3 separate regions of the Mus musculus genome follow, and all the other regions are linked to region 1. A link is a contact called in public HiChIP or PLAC-seq data. All regions are on one chromosome and are shown on one strand. The core of a region is the stretch at or near the end of the contact, and the rest is flanking DNA. Distances in the headings are between cores, read along the strand shown. Region 1 holds the start of Drd1 (dopamine receptor D1). Region 2 has its middle 17 kb from the start of E130119H09Rik. Region 3 has its middle 15 kb from the start of Gm40954.

Region 1 (4,358 bases), core at 14-2,513:
ACAAAATAATTTTTTGGTTGGGGGTTGCCACATATTGCAGCATTAGGAAAGTTGAGAGCCACCATTCTAAAGGCATGTGGTTCTTGGGGTATATGTCTGATCACCAGTCTGTGGAACTTGGTGTGTGGCAGCAAGACTGCCAGTGGGAGGACAAACCGGGAGCACAGGTGGAGGAGGACTGGTGTCAATCATTTGACTACATCCAAAACCAAGATATGATTTCTGCTGGCTAATTAGGAGAGCTATTTAGGTTGTATAGAGAAAATTCGGGCATTCAGTGTGGTGTGTGGTTCTCATGGAGACAAGACTACTACCTTTTTTTTTTTTTTTTTTTTTTTTTTTTTTAACTGGTCTCTGAAGAATTTCTGGCCACCAAGGACTGACTGAGTCCATATCTGGTCCCAACTCTTAAATAAGTATTTCATTTAATTTTTACATCAGTAAGCACAGGAGTCCAGGCAAAGTGATTTCCAAGTTCCATACTTAATCTCTTTTCACACAGATGGGAAGGCACTCTGGGGCTGCGTCTATGCACTAAACGTCTCTGAGGCCACACATTCCTGTCTCTGCTTTATCCCTGTGCTAATTGTTTAGATAGTGGGCTCCATCCTAGACACGGCTGTGCAAGCGACAGTCAGGCAGACAGGCCACCATCTTCATTAGCTACTGTGTTAACGTGGAGTAGAGCCCACAGTCTTTCTGAGCATCACTGTCCACACAGATGAAATGAAGCTGTGCAAGCCAATAAGGAAGGAGTTTTGCAAGATGTCGAACATCATGAGGTGTGTGTGTGTGTGTGTGTGTGTGTGTGTGTTTAGGGGACACAGAGGCTGCTGAGTTTATGCCAGGTCTCTGATCACTTGCACAATAAGTTGACATGTTGTTCTCACTGCTGCTCCAGCCTTGGCACACAGGGGACACAAAAGGAAAATCATGGCTTAGAGAATAAAATGCTAGCCAAAGGGACTTCTTATTCTTGTGAGTTTTTAGGGGCATTTCAAACGAGGGAGGCTAGAGCGCGGAAGACCTGCCTCTCACCGTCCAGATTCTGGCAGAAGGGGACAGGGAAAAGCATGGTCGAGGCCCTGCATCTTGGTTACACACACTGGCTGAGGCCCCTGTGATCTGAACCTGCTAGGGCGCAGGCGGGGTGTAGGAAACCAGAGGCCCCGGCAGAGGGCGCCGGGTACCTGCTGAGAGTGCGGCACCGTGTTTGGGGTGCTTGTGGGGCGCGGGTCACGGGCTGCACTCGTGAGTTGACCGCAGAAGCGCCTTGGCGGGCGGAGCGCGGAGAGCAGAGCGAGCGGCACAGGAGAGGGCGCAGGGTTGGCGGAGTCGGGGAGCGTGGTCTCCCAGATCGGTGAGCACTCTCGTCCTGGGGCTTCCCGTACCCCTGCTGCGGGGCACTCAGTGACAACTCAGCGACGTGGGCAGTGTCCAGGACTAGCAGGGCGTGGGTGTGGGTAGGGTCAGCTCTGACCCCGAGCTTTGGGTGGAACTTGGAGTTGACCCGGAGAGGCGCTGAACGAGAGTTTGGTTTACTTGATTTGAGCATCAGGATTTGTTCCTCAGGTTCTGTCTTGTGCCAGGGTCCCCCGGGGAGGGGTGGGGGGATCAGGTAGCCAGAGAGGGCACAGCGATTAGGTAGGCGTCCCACACCCCTGCTCCAGCTGTGCCTTCAGTGAACCACGTGTGGCTGTCGCCCGCCACTCTGCCTGTCAAGCTCAGCCCACCACCGGGGCCGGGAGGGGACGCGGAGGCGGGGTGGGCTGTGCCCCGCTGGAACCCAGCCGGCCGGTGCCCTCGCTCGCTCGAGCTGTTGTGCTTGCCTGGAGCTCCTGCCACTGCTGACAGGGAGCGAGCGGGTGGCTCCCCAAGGAGGCTCAGGGTCCTGCCCTAAGAACGAGGAGCCAAAGGGGTGCCCAGAGCTGGGCTTCCTCAGACAGGACAGAAGCTGTTCCAGTCCTGGAGGTTCCTCTCCCAAGGAAGCTCCGAGAACCCTCCTGGGGGCGGGGGCAGCAATCTGTAGGTGGGCAAGGTAGCAGGAGGGGCGCCGCTTCCCTGGCACCTGGCCTGGGATTCCTTTCCCAAATCCATCCCAGAGATTTTTCTGCATGAGGAGGGGGAACACTTGCTCTGCTGGAGGGACTCGTTGAGTCCAGGGGTTTTGGGAGAAGTGACTCTAAAGCAAGGTAGGTGGTCTTGATGGACTTGTCCAGGGGGTGATGGGCTGAGATTTTGTGTAGCCAAATAGGAGGTCTGCACAGAGTATTGGTGAACGACTTTGTGTTTCCCTTTGCTTTTTAGGGCATTTGGAGAGATGTGGCACCAGGGGCTTGAAGGAGAAATGCATGTATTTTAGGCTGTGTCTCAGAAGAAGAGGCAGCATCCCCGAAAAGTGACTGAGATTGACCAGGAAGAGGCCCCAGACTCTTAGAGTATGCTTAAAAGCCTATGCATTCCTTGGGGAATCTAGGGACCAGCGGATGCCAGGGAACAGCGACCTGGAGCACTGAACCCAGAAGACAGGTGGAAAGCAAGCGGCTCTTCTTCCTGGTATGGCTTGGATTGCTATGGAGATGCTCCTGATGGAACACCATTGTGCTTTTGTCCAGACAGCAACTGGGGCTGGAGAAGGGGCTGGGTGGTGAGTGATTGGGGGAAGTCTGGCTAAGCCTGGCCAAGAACGTGAGGGCTAAGCCACCGGAAGTGCTTTCCTTCTGGAAGATGGCTCCTAACACTTCTACCATGGATGAGACTGGCCTGCCAGTGGAGAGGGACTTCTCCTTTCGCATCCTCACAGCCTGTTTTCTGTCCCTGCTTATCCTGTCCACTCTCTTAGGGAATACCCTTGTCTGTGCCGCTGTCATCAGGTTTCGACACCTGCGGTCCAAGGTGACCAACTTCTTTGTCATCTCTTTAGCTGTGTCAGATCTCTTGGTGGCTGTCTTGGTCATGCCCTGGAAAGCTGTGGCTGAGATTGCTGGCTTTTGGCCCTTTGGGTCCTTTTGTAACATTTGGGTAGCCTTTGACATCATGTGCTCCACGGCATCCATCCTTAACCTCTGTGTGATCAGCGTGGACAGGTATTGGGCTATCTCCAGCCCTTTCCAGTATGAGAGGAAGATGACTCCGAAGGCAGCCTTCATCCTGATTAGCGTAGCATGGACTTTGTCTGTTCTCATATCCTTCATTCCAGTGCAGCTAAGCTGGCACAAGGCAAAACCTACATGGCCCTTGGATGGCAATTTTACTTCCCTGGAAGATGCCGAGGATGACAACTGTGACACGAGGTTGAGCAGGACATACGCCATTTCATCCTCCCTCATAAGCTTTTACATCCCCGTAGCCATTATGATCGTCACTTACACCAGTATCTACAGGATTGCCCAGAAGCAAATCCGGCGCATCTCAGCTTTGGAGAGGGCAGCAGTCCATGCCAAGAACTGCCAGACCACCACAGGTAATGGAAACCCTGTCGAATGCTCTCAATCAGAAAGTTCCTTTAAGATGTCCTTTAAGAGGGAGACTAAAGTCCTGAAGACACTGTCTGTGATCATGGGGGTATTCGTGTGCTGCTGGCTCCCTTTCTTCATTTCGAACTGTATGGTGCCCTTCTGTGGCTCTGAGGAGACCCAGCCATTCTGCATTGATTCCATCACCTTCGATGTATTTGTGTGGTTTGGCTGGGCGAATTCCTCCCTGAACCCCATTATTTATGCTTTTAATGCCGATTTTCAGAAGGCATTCTCGACCCTCTTAGGATGCTATAGACTCTGCCCTACAACGAATAATGCCATAGAGACTGTAAGCATCAACAACAACGGGGCTGTGATGTTTTCCAGCCACCATGAGCCCCGAGGCTCCATCTCCAAGGACTGTAATCTGGTTTACCTGATCCCTCATGCTGTGGGCTCCTCTGAGGACCTGAAGAGGGAGGAGGCCGGTGGCATACCTAAGCCACTGGAGAAGCTGTCCCCGGCCTTATCGGTCATATTGGACTATGACACCGATGTCTCTCTAGAAAAGATCCAACCCGTTACCCACAGCGGACAGCATTCAACCTGAATATTGGGTTCTCATCTCTGAAGCTATGAGTTCCCTAGGGCTTGCTGTTAAGAAATTAACACGAGACCCCTCTGCTGCTTTTGGACAGTTACAGAACTTCTCCAACTCACTGACTCCAGTGTATTCTCTAGCCACAAGGGAAATGACTTAGGCTCTGAAATCCTTTTTGAAGCATTATCTTAGGACACTCTATATATATATATTTAAAAAAATAATAGGGCCAAAAGTCAACTGTAAACAGCTTCACTTAAAAATCAAACTTTCCAGGAAGGAAGTGTGAGAGTTGTTTG
Region 2 (4,471 bases), core at 1,552-4,051, 160 kb after region 1:
TGCCAAGTTGATGTCTATCTTGAGTCTAATTTCAGAGCCTGGCTCTTGCCCCTGAGCTGTGTCCCCATGCCACAGATAGCTGATTGCTATTAATAGATATTTCTGCCTTTGGGGTTCTTTTTAATCAGTGCTGTGGTGGTTTGCCAACCCTGTGTCCCCAAGGTCACTGCAAGTCTCATGTCCATTTCTGATAAGAGCCAGCTGTTGCTAAGTGATGCACTTTCCAAGTTTGGTTTGGCCCTGGAGAGTAGATTTCACATCTGAAAGGATGCTCCAGTAGAATTATGCTTCTCAAAGCTTCCACGGGATCTGCCTTACAGATCAGACCACCATCTGTTAGCTTGGCTAACGACCCTATGCCTGGGGTCCCAGTAGAAGCCAAGGTGTGCAGCGCTGCACCCTGAACTGCAGGACTGTGGCAGCAGGTCCATCCACAATGCCCAGAAATATGTATTACATATGCCATGCAGAAGTATTAACTCCCTGTGTAATACAAGGTGGAGAGGGCTGCATTTCCCCAGCTTCTGTCTAAAGACACATGCCCTCAAGAGCATCCTCTAGTTATCCAGGTTGTAGAATAACTTGCGATCTCTAAGCTGATATTCCCATTCTTCTCACTGTTTGCTGATCACACTCTCCACAGACAGACACATCTGGGGCACAAGTGTCCCATACACAGTCTCATCTCATCTCTTAAATAAGTACAGCATCCATGTTGCAGTTGCTGGTTGATAGCTTATTCAGAATGTTGAACCAGAGTTTGAATCCATACTTGTGACTCCCATGTGTGGTTTGGTGATTCCCCATTGCAGCTTTGCACCTAAAAATGATGGGTAGAGATGGCAGCCGAGGGGAAGGTCATATATATCAGGAATTGGTCCTGTGTATGTACTGCATGCAGTGGCATGTGATCCTTTCCCAGGGTGAAGGGAAACATGCGTTAAATCTACCACAAAAAATCCCCACGGGAGTGGGAGAAATAGTCTTTCCCCAGGGAGGATCAGCCTAATTGGTTTTCCAGTCTCAAGTGGTTAGCCCTGAAATTACATACATATAATCAGTACTAAACAGACTCAGAGGGCTGAATTGTGTGTGTGTGTGTGTGTGTGTGTAGGGCAAATGTCTCCATAAAATAACATTTTGTCAAAGAGCAGCAAGTCAGTAATGCATGAATTAGAATCCTTTTGAAGTCCAGATATACTTTACAATTGAGAGTGAAAAGCCAATGGAGCTAGACTATGGAGAATACACACACACACACACACACACACACGTATGTATATATATATATACTATATAAAATATTATATTTTATATTATATTTATGCAATATAATATATTTATTTAAATATAATATATTTATATAAATATAATAAGACGTATATTTATATAATATATTATATAATATATTATATTTGTATACAATCTATTACATTTAATTTTATATATAATAAAGAAAAAGAGGCCAGAAATTTGAGAGGGAGTGGGTGGAATGGGGACATGGAATTGGATAGAGAAGGGGAGGAGAAATAATGTAAATATATTTTAAATATAAAGTAAATGTAAAAATATCCACATGACTAGAGACTGGGAAAGGTGTGAGTAGGAGGGCAGGGAGAGATGGTCTGCAGGCGAAGGGAGCGCTGGACATAAAGCATAACTTTCAATGCTCTGTAGCTTGATGGGGATCTGTGGTGGAAAACAGCTCTGTATTGAAATAGGTAGTAGAGAGACCTCTAATGCTCCTGGCATGCATGATCTTAGTTCTAGGTGACAGATATGCCAGCCACTCTGCTTTGATTATTAATTATACTGGGCATGCCATGTGTGATTAATGTGCGTCAACTAAAAACTTTGAATCAAAGTTTGTTGCGCCCGCCCGTATTTAGGAAGTAGCTAGTGGTACAGTTGAGGGTGTTTCCTGCTGTAGTGGGCGGGAGTTAGCCAGCTAGGAAGCGGAGAAAGCCAGCAGCCACTTGAGCACGGAGAGGCGCCAAACTGGGGTGAAAAGGCCACATTCAATCCCACTGTGCACCTCGACCTGCTACCAACATTGTTGTTCACAAGGGACGTTCGCTTAGGGAAGCTTCCCCGTTACCTTCAGCTCAGTGGAAAACTCCTGACACTCCTGAGTTCCATTTTCTGTTGCCAAGATGAAGGTTAAAAATTACACACACAGGGCGTACAGCATCCCTTCCGTGGCAGCTGTACCAAGGCACATTTAAAGAGATCACTGAAGAGACACTGGGGGGTGTTTGCAGATGCCTTCATAAAATAACATCTTGTCGGAGAGCAGCGAGTCAGTAACGCCTGAATTAGAATCCTCTCGAAGTCCAGATGTATTTCACAATTGAGAGTGAGAAATTGCTTCCAGGAAAGCCAAGGGAGGGAGGCTGTGGAGTAATTTTTGAGAGGCGAATTCTGTAGGAGTCAAAGTGCCCATTAGAAGAGTGTTTGAAAAGCTGGAAATCATAAATTAGCTTTAGGAAGCCTCGGAAGCCGGCTTGAACTTTGCCGTTTGCGTTACCGCATCTCCACTTCATCAAAGCCTCATAACACAAATGCAGAAATCTGTAAAGAAGACCCTTGAACAGTGAGGCAAGCCACAGTGGTGCTCCTTTGGTTCACAATGAAACTGTGCCAGACAATTGGCTACTGGCATTGTGAACAGCTTCCTCCTGTGTGTTTATTCCCCAGGACGCATCCTCACCAGGGCCTGAGTCTCAGAGACAGCTGTGCTACACAATCGGTGTCCTACATAGGTTTGAATGATGCTTCGGTGGCTATTCCAGGATCAATCTTGTTTACTTTAGCCTCATGGCTAAATTGACTCCCAGCAGGACTCCCTCAGAGGAGCTGTGAAAGCTTTGTCCAGAGCAAATCTTACCCTGCCCCCCAACCCCCAATCAGGGCCATGGGGTCCAGACTGAATAGTTTCAGGCATTGGCAGAAGGGCTGCATGAGACCTTAAGGTCACCGTTGGAACAATTCCTTTCCTCTTGTCAACGGGGAATTAAGGCTAGGTGTGGGATAGAAGTCCCCCATGAACTTTCACTGACCCCAGCTTTAGTTGTCTTTTTAGTGGCATTCTATTTGATTATCTTAGAGGCCCAGAGCAGTGTAATTATGTCCACCTTAGAGTTGAAAATTTGAAGTACAAGGAAAGTCATAATCTGTCCAATATATTTCTCTTCAACATCGCCTTTTTAGGGTCATTGTTGGGAGTTTGGGGATGTTTGAGCACATTGTGAACCCCAAGATTGTGAACTGAAAAAACCTGGTGGTATGGCTCAGCCCAGCACACACCTTTAATCCAAGAGCTTTCTGTTTAATGTAGACAGGTTGTTGTGGTGCGGCTCAGCCTTCCTCAGCACACACCTCTCATCCAAAGAGCTTTCTGTAAGCAGGAGTAAATAAAGTCAATGATAGGTCAAGATGTTGAACAAGTAGCCATCTGACAGGGAGAAAGAAAGGAAGGTCATTGAGTTTAGACAGGTTGATAAGACAATGGGTTTATAAGCCTTTTCCTCTGCGGATGTCGGTAGAGTAGGAAGGTCAGTCAGCTGGGTACTTTCTCTGCCTCTCTGTGCTAGCAGGCTATTACCAAAGCATCTGGCTTCTGAATCTTCATTTGGATATATGTATGTGTGTGTGACAATTTACCAAAGGCACACTCACCTTGGACTTGGACATCAGCTTTTGAGTTCTTTTGTTTTTGATAAATGGGATATTTTTGTGGCCTGGTATTAAAAACACAGTTAAGAGACTGAAAATGTTTTAAGAAAACACGGAGGGTTACTACAGTTCAGACTTGTTTTCTAAATCTCTAAGAATTGGAGTGATTTGGAGCTAAGATGAAATATTTGAGCAAGGTGGTGGTAGCCCATGCTTTTAATCCCAGCAAAGACAGGCAGATCTCTATAAGTGAGTTGTTTTTTAGATTCTAGAGTTACTATGAATGCTTTAATCCCAGCACTAGAGAGGTGCACGTTTTTAATCTCAGTGCTTGGGAGGCACAGGCAGGCAAATAAGAATTACAGTGATCTAAATTTAAAAGCCACTTGCAAAAGGCAACCTGAAATTCAAAGTGACTGTCCTTTGTGATCTAAAAATAAATACACCAAACCTTGAAATTATATATTATAAAGAGAAAGGGGAATATAGGCACATTTATCCACTAACATATTGTTTTTTCAAAAATTCAAAAGAAAAATTTAAAAATTTCAATAGAAAGAAAATAGTTTTTCTGTTGCCCCCCCCCAAAAAAAAATTTTTGCCCTAGGAAAGATATAACCAGCCAAAAAATTAAACCCCCAGAGTTAGGGATGAGGAAGGGATCTGTATTTATTTTTCCAAGACAATAAAAGCACCCAACCAAGGAATCCAGAGACCACTGGACAAATGAAACATCTGAAGAAAAGGGACTGATCATCAAGAGAAAATGTCCCAAGAAACAGAGCAAAGCAGATGG
Region 3 (4,811 bases), core at 978-3,477, 190 kb after region 1:
TAACAACAGTAGACCTCCCAGCACAGAGCAGCTCTTCTTTTCCTCTACCTTGTCTTCACTATTCCTTACTCCCTTCCCATTTAATAATTTGGATACATGTGGAGCCATAAGTACAGTCTACACATATGGATTAATCTATTCATATACCAGCACTGCATTTTAAAATCTCCCAAGTCGATTTTGCAATGCTAGAAATGGAGCCCAGTACCTAGAAATGCCAGGCAAGGGCTCTGCTGCTATACCCCAGCCTATACCTAGAAATGGCAGGCAAAGGCTCTGGGGCCATACCCCAGCTGAGCTAAAACAGGTTTGTGGAATGGTGTATCAGGCCCGAAAAGACTTAGTGTTTTTTTCTTAGTGTTTTTTTTTTGGTCAAGATTGAATCTAAACTCTGGTAATTTAAAAATCATAAAAGGTATGCTTGCAGTCAGGAAAAGTCAGGAAAAGTGCTAGCTTTTGGGTGGGGCTTGGTTCCACTGAGCACTCTCACTTTCTGCTGGTTGGCTATTTCACTAGCATCTGTGGGCTTTAAATGAAATGTTTCTCCATAGGCTCAGATACTTGAATCCTTAAACCTACCCAAATGCTACCCCTTTCTACTCATGTTATAATTGTGCCCAACAGGTTTCAACATTTGAATTTCAGGCTGGGTCATTCACCCATACGATAGAACTTGCAATCTAGTTAGAGAGATGTATATGAGAAAGATGACCAGATGCTAGAGAATCCAGTGTCTGGGGAAAACGAGGCAATATACATTTGACTAGGGACTTTAAAGGTTTTACTGGATGAAGGTGGGATTTGAAGTTTTAAAACTGGGAGCTGTTTCTAGTTTGTTCTCGCTGCTCTCTGCCTGTGCTTTGAGATGTGAGTCCTCAGCTCTCCCCTGTAGCCACCATGCTTTCTGTCTCTATCCTGCAATCATGGACTCCAACCCTCTGTAATCATAAGCCCAAATAAGCCTTTCATTTCATGGTCATGGTATTTTATCACAGCAACAGAAAAGTAATATTTCAAACGCATGCACTTATGGGACATATTTCTGACTCAAACTACAACAAGAAATCTCCTCTGAATTAGCATATTCTATGTTGGTATAGCTGAAAACCATAGACTACATAATTTATAAAACATAGAGGTTTGTGTGATGGACAGATCTGGACTCTAGGAAGTTGAACAGCATTGTATCATAACAGTGGCTCATGCAGAGAAGCAGGTGAGCTTTGAAGAAAGGGGTGAGGTTATATAAAAGCTATTTCTTGATAAATTAGCAATCTGTTAATCTAGGAATGGATCACCCTATTCACTTGGGCAAAGTGCTATGACCAATCACTTTCTAAAGGCCCTCAACTCCAAATGTAATTAACATTTGTGATTGAGTTCCAAATTTTGGGAATATAATGAAGGTGGGACATCCATGTATATTTACACTTTTATTGCTGATATAGTGCAGATTATTACATAAATGACCAAATTCTAGGAGTCATTTAGTGGTATGTTCTAATTCAGCACCATGCTTTTGAAATGAATGTGAGTCTGTGCGCACTATTCTGGGTTCCTTTTCCCGTTGATGGATATTCAGTCATCCTGTTGGGAACATTAAGCCTGGGTTAGAGTAAACCCTTATATCTATCTCCTTATGCAAAGCAGATTCCCTCTTGGCAGTTTCAATAATGAGTCAGATGTTGCCCAAGCAAAAACAAACTGCAGAACAGTCCAGAACACCAAGGGCAGGCGTCCCTACGAAGGAAGCTGAGTTTTGTTTGAGGTGGGGGTACTGTATTGCCTATCAGAATTTGGAGATGGCTTCCTCTTCAGGAATCAGAATCCAATCTGCTGCCTTCAGACCCATTGTCTGGAGAGCATGCATGCGTGGGAAGCCACTCAACAGTGGAGCAGGAGACCTGAGAAGTCTGCCGGGGATACAGGGTTTGCTTCCTGTAGGGATTTGCAAAACCTCTTTCTCATGGCTGTTGGCAATTTGCAAAAGTGCTTTGTGAGTTTCATAAGTAACTTTGGAAGCTAAGTAATTGAGGCAGTTCAATTTTAGCTCCTCGTGTCTCTTTATAAAACTTAGCTGTTTATGAGAAATGAAAAAAAAAAAAAATCCTTTCCTCAGAAGAATTCTTTTTCAGGCTTGAAATAGTTTCATCTGGAGGCATACATGTGAGGTCGATCGAAGGACTTGTCCCGAGTTTGATGTCCCTAAAATTAGTCACTGTGAGGCACAGGCTTGTTCTGTTCCAACTTTCTCTGCTTCTGACACAGGGACTAAAGGGTGCCAGCCTTGTCTCAGGGTCTCAACAGCCTTCAGGGAGGGGTTGTGCTGTCTGGAAATTGGCAGTTTAGTTCACAGGTTAGAAGGCAGTTGCAGCTCGACCTACTCACAAACACCTCACAGATACATCAACTGTCCAGTTCGGTAGAGTCGGGATAGCAGACACGAATCAGCAGCAGTGGCACTATCTAGCAGAGACAGCCAGGCCTCAGCATCAGCCCGAGTCAGCACGAGGGACCAAGAGCAATGCCAGGGAAAGTTCTTGGCTGTACCTCTCTCAGGGAAGTGAAGATCGGCAAAGAACATGCGAGACCCAGAGGCATTGCACAGTTAGCTCTGTAAGCAAGAGTTGCTTAGCCCCCATTACTGTCCATCAAGTCCTATTTATACTACCTTAAAACATCATGTGTCTTTCATGAGTCTTGCTTCAACTGACATCACTCTGCCAATCAGCCCAAGTTCATGGAAGGGGCAAGAAACTACAGCACACCACCAGAAGTAATTTTGGTGTGTTTCTTTTCTCTCTATGGAGCCCCAACAAATGAAGCTCAACTATACAGTGTAAGGCAGGCCAATACTTGCACGTCATCAGCAAAGAATCCTTCATCAAGTGTTCTTTCATGTGCTTGCTTTAGCAGAACATCCTCTCTCCTGTGTCTGCTTCAGCAAAATCTTCCTTCATGAGTCTGCCTTAGCCTTTTCACCTGTGTCCACTTCAGGAAAACACTCCTTCACATGTTTGCCTCAGCAAAACACCAGGCAACACAACTGACTCCAAAGAACCCTTAAGTTCTCTGTAGATCAGAAGCCAAGGGTGTTGTGTTCCACACACATCCTTCTGCCGGAAACCCGTCCCAGGTGTCCTGGTGCAGTGTCAGAAGTTATAACCCAGGGGCTTCTGAAATCTCTGGCTTGCTTTACTTCATTTGATTGCACTTTTGTGACTTTTCCATGGATCCTAGAATTTTAAATATTAATTCTCCTATCATATGAACATCTGGAGGACAGATGTTACTTCACTTCACGTAGACTCAGGTCAGCTTTCAGAGCAGATGGCACACATATTTAGAATGTGGTCCTGGAACATTCCTCTCCTAAAATGTAAAATAAACAGACTTAATAAAAAGAATTTATCTTAGAGTCTGACCTATGTTACTGTCATCTGCTACTTTGACAACTGCTAAGATAGACACGTTGTACTGATGGCGATACGACCATAAAGCTTTGGGTGTGCTATTTTCTATTGTGTAGTGATTTATTTCAACGATAAAAACCTGTATGAAATTGGACAATGTAGCATCCTTGATGTTCCGACGAATTCCAGCAAATATAGTCCTCTCGGACACTGTTGGGAGAAGATGGGTAATATTCTAATTTTATAATTTGCTAATATTTAAAAGATGGAAGTGAAAACTCCCAGAAATTCCACCTCCAGCTGCATTCCTTTTTAAAAAGAGATTTATTTATTTATTTATTTATTTATATTGTATATGAGTATGCTGTTGCTGTCTTCAGACACACCAGAAGAGGGCATCAGATCTCATTACAGATGGTTGTGAGCCACCATGTGGTTGCTGGGAATTGAACTCAGGACCTTTAGAAGAGCATCCAGTGCTCTTAGCCTCTGAGCCATCTCTCCAGCCCCGAGCTGCATTCTTTATTACAGTGGTCCCCATGCTTCCTGATCATGTGCCATTAGTAGGTGAAAGGTCCTGGCTGCCATTCCTTTTATTTATAAATTATGTGCTCAAATTCTCAAATATTATTAAACAGATGTAAACGTAGAAAAATAAAGTTTCTACTATATTCTCACTGTACTTACAGTTGCCAGTCTCCTTAGAGTATACTTGAAAGTATTATATTACTTACATTATGTTACTTAAATTACTATATATGTATATACACATATAAGTATGTGTATGTACATGTATATGTAGAAAGTGGCAAGTGATACCTAATATATGATACTGGAGGATTTGAAATGAACAAATACCCATCAGTAGAGTAGCAGGTAAGCATACTATTTATACAATTGTATAATTTTTACAAAATGAAAAGTTAAGAATTGTTACAATGCACAGCATAGCCCTACATGAGGAACAACCCACACTCTAACGAAGAGACCAGTGAGAACAAAGCAGTTGTTAACATGGCATTCTTCAGAAAAGGACGCCAACACAGAGGAGTAGCAAAATGTCTGGCATGCATGCCTTCCTTAATTTTAATTATTTAAATTAAATTTTTATATTTAATAATTGAATTTTTGTATTTTAAATAATTATTTTAATTAACATATAATTACCTAATTTCCCCTCTTCTCCTTCCTCCATCCAACTCCATATGTATATATGCATATGGAAAGACTAATATATACAAATATACAGATATAGACATACACACAGACACACACATATACATCTTATACATATACATACAAAAATAATCTCCTTGGTCTACTTACTGTTCCATGGATTGTATGAGTTCAAAGGTGATGACTTGGATATCTGGTACCCAATCATGGTGCTCATCTTGA

What was found. HiChIP or PLAC-seq counts read pairs in DNA pulled down with a chosen protein or histone mark.
Region 2: an H3K27ac HiChIP or PLAC-seq map of SST interneurons shows a contact between it and region 1, with 7 times the contacts expected there. The contact joins the enhancer-like site here to the promoter of Drd1 in region 1. A contact is called at or near these places in 3 of 39 promoter capture datasets (the 3T3-L1 cell line, frontonasal cranial neural crest and trophoblast stem cells), 3 of 484 Hi-C or Micro-C datasets (cerebral cortex, cortical neurons and frontal cortex), 5 of 115 datasets of contacts at active chromatin or transcription factors (SST interneurons, embryonic forebrain, embryonic stem cells and 2 more) and 2 of 9 other capture datasets (adipose tissue and pancreatic islet).
Region 3: an H3K27ac HiChIP or PLAC-seq map of SST interneurons shows a contact between it and region 1, with 7 times the contacts expected there. The contact joins the enhancer-like site here to the promoter of Drd1 in region 1. A contact is called at or near these places in 12 of 39 promoter capture datasets (the 3T3-L1 cell line, 3T3-L1-derived adipocytes, the HPC-7 cell line and 8 more), 2 of 484 Hi-C or Micro-C datasets (cortical neurons and nephron progenitors), 8 of 115 datasets of contacts at active chromatin or transcription factors (SST interneurons, craniofacial prominence, embryonic forebrain and 5 more) and 1 of 9 other capture datasets (adipose tissue).

The regions. Positions count from the first base shown.
Region 1 is chr13:54,052,563-54,056,920 of GRCm38.p6, reverse strand. It overlaps Drd1 (dopamine receptor D1), which reads left to right and starts at 1,263. Exons shown (of 2, transcript NM_010076.3): 1 at 1,263-1,360; 2 at 2,308-4,358. The coding sequence starts at 2,728. The coding sequence ends at 4,068.
Region 2 is chr13:53,896,486-53,900,956 of GRCm38.p6, reverse strand. No RefSeq gene overlaps it. Among named protein-coding and RNA genes, the nearest start is that of E130119H09Rik, 17 kb to the left of the region's middle. Within about 2 kb of position 2,801, at least 11 of the 459 cell types and tissues checked have an H3K27ac peak or open chromatin away from gene starts, as enhancers often do. A contact at or near this core is called in SST interneurons, where this site is marked.
Region 3 is chr13:53,862,702-53,867,512 of GRCm38.p6, reverse strand. No RefSeq gene overlaps it. Among named protein-coding and RNA genes, the nearest start is that of Gm40954, 15 kb to the right of the region's middle. Within about 2 kb of position 2,227, at least 4 of the 459 cell types and tissues checked have an H3K27ac peak or open chromatin away from gene starts, as enhancers often do. A contact at or near this core is called in SST interneurons, where this site is marked.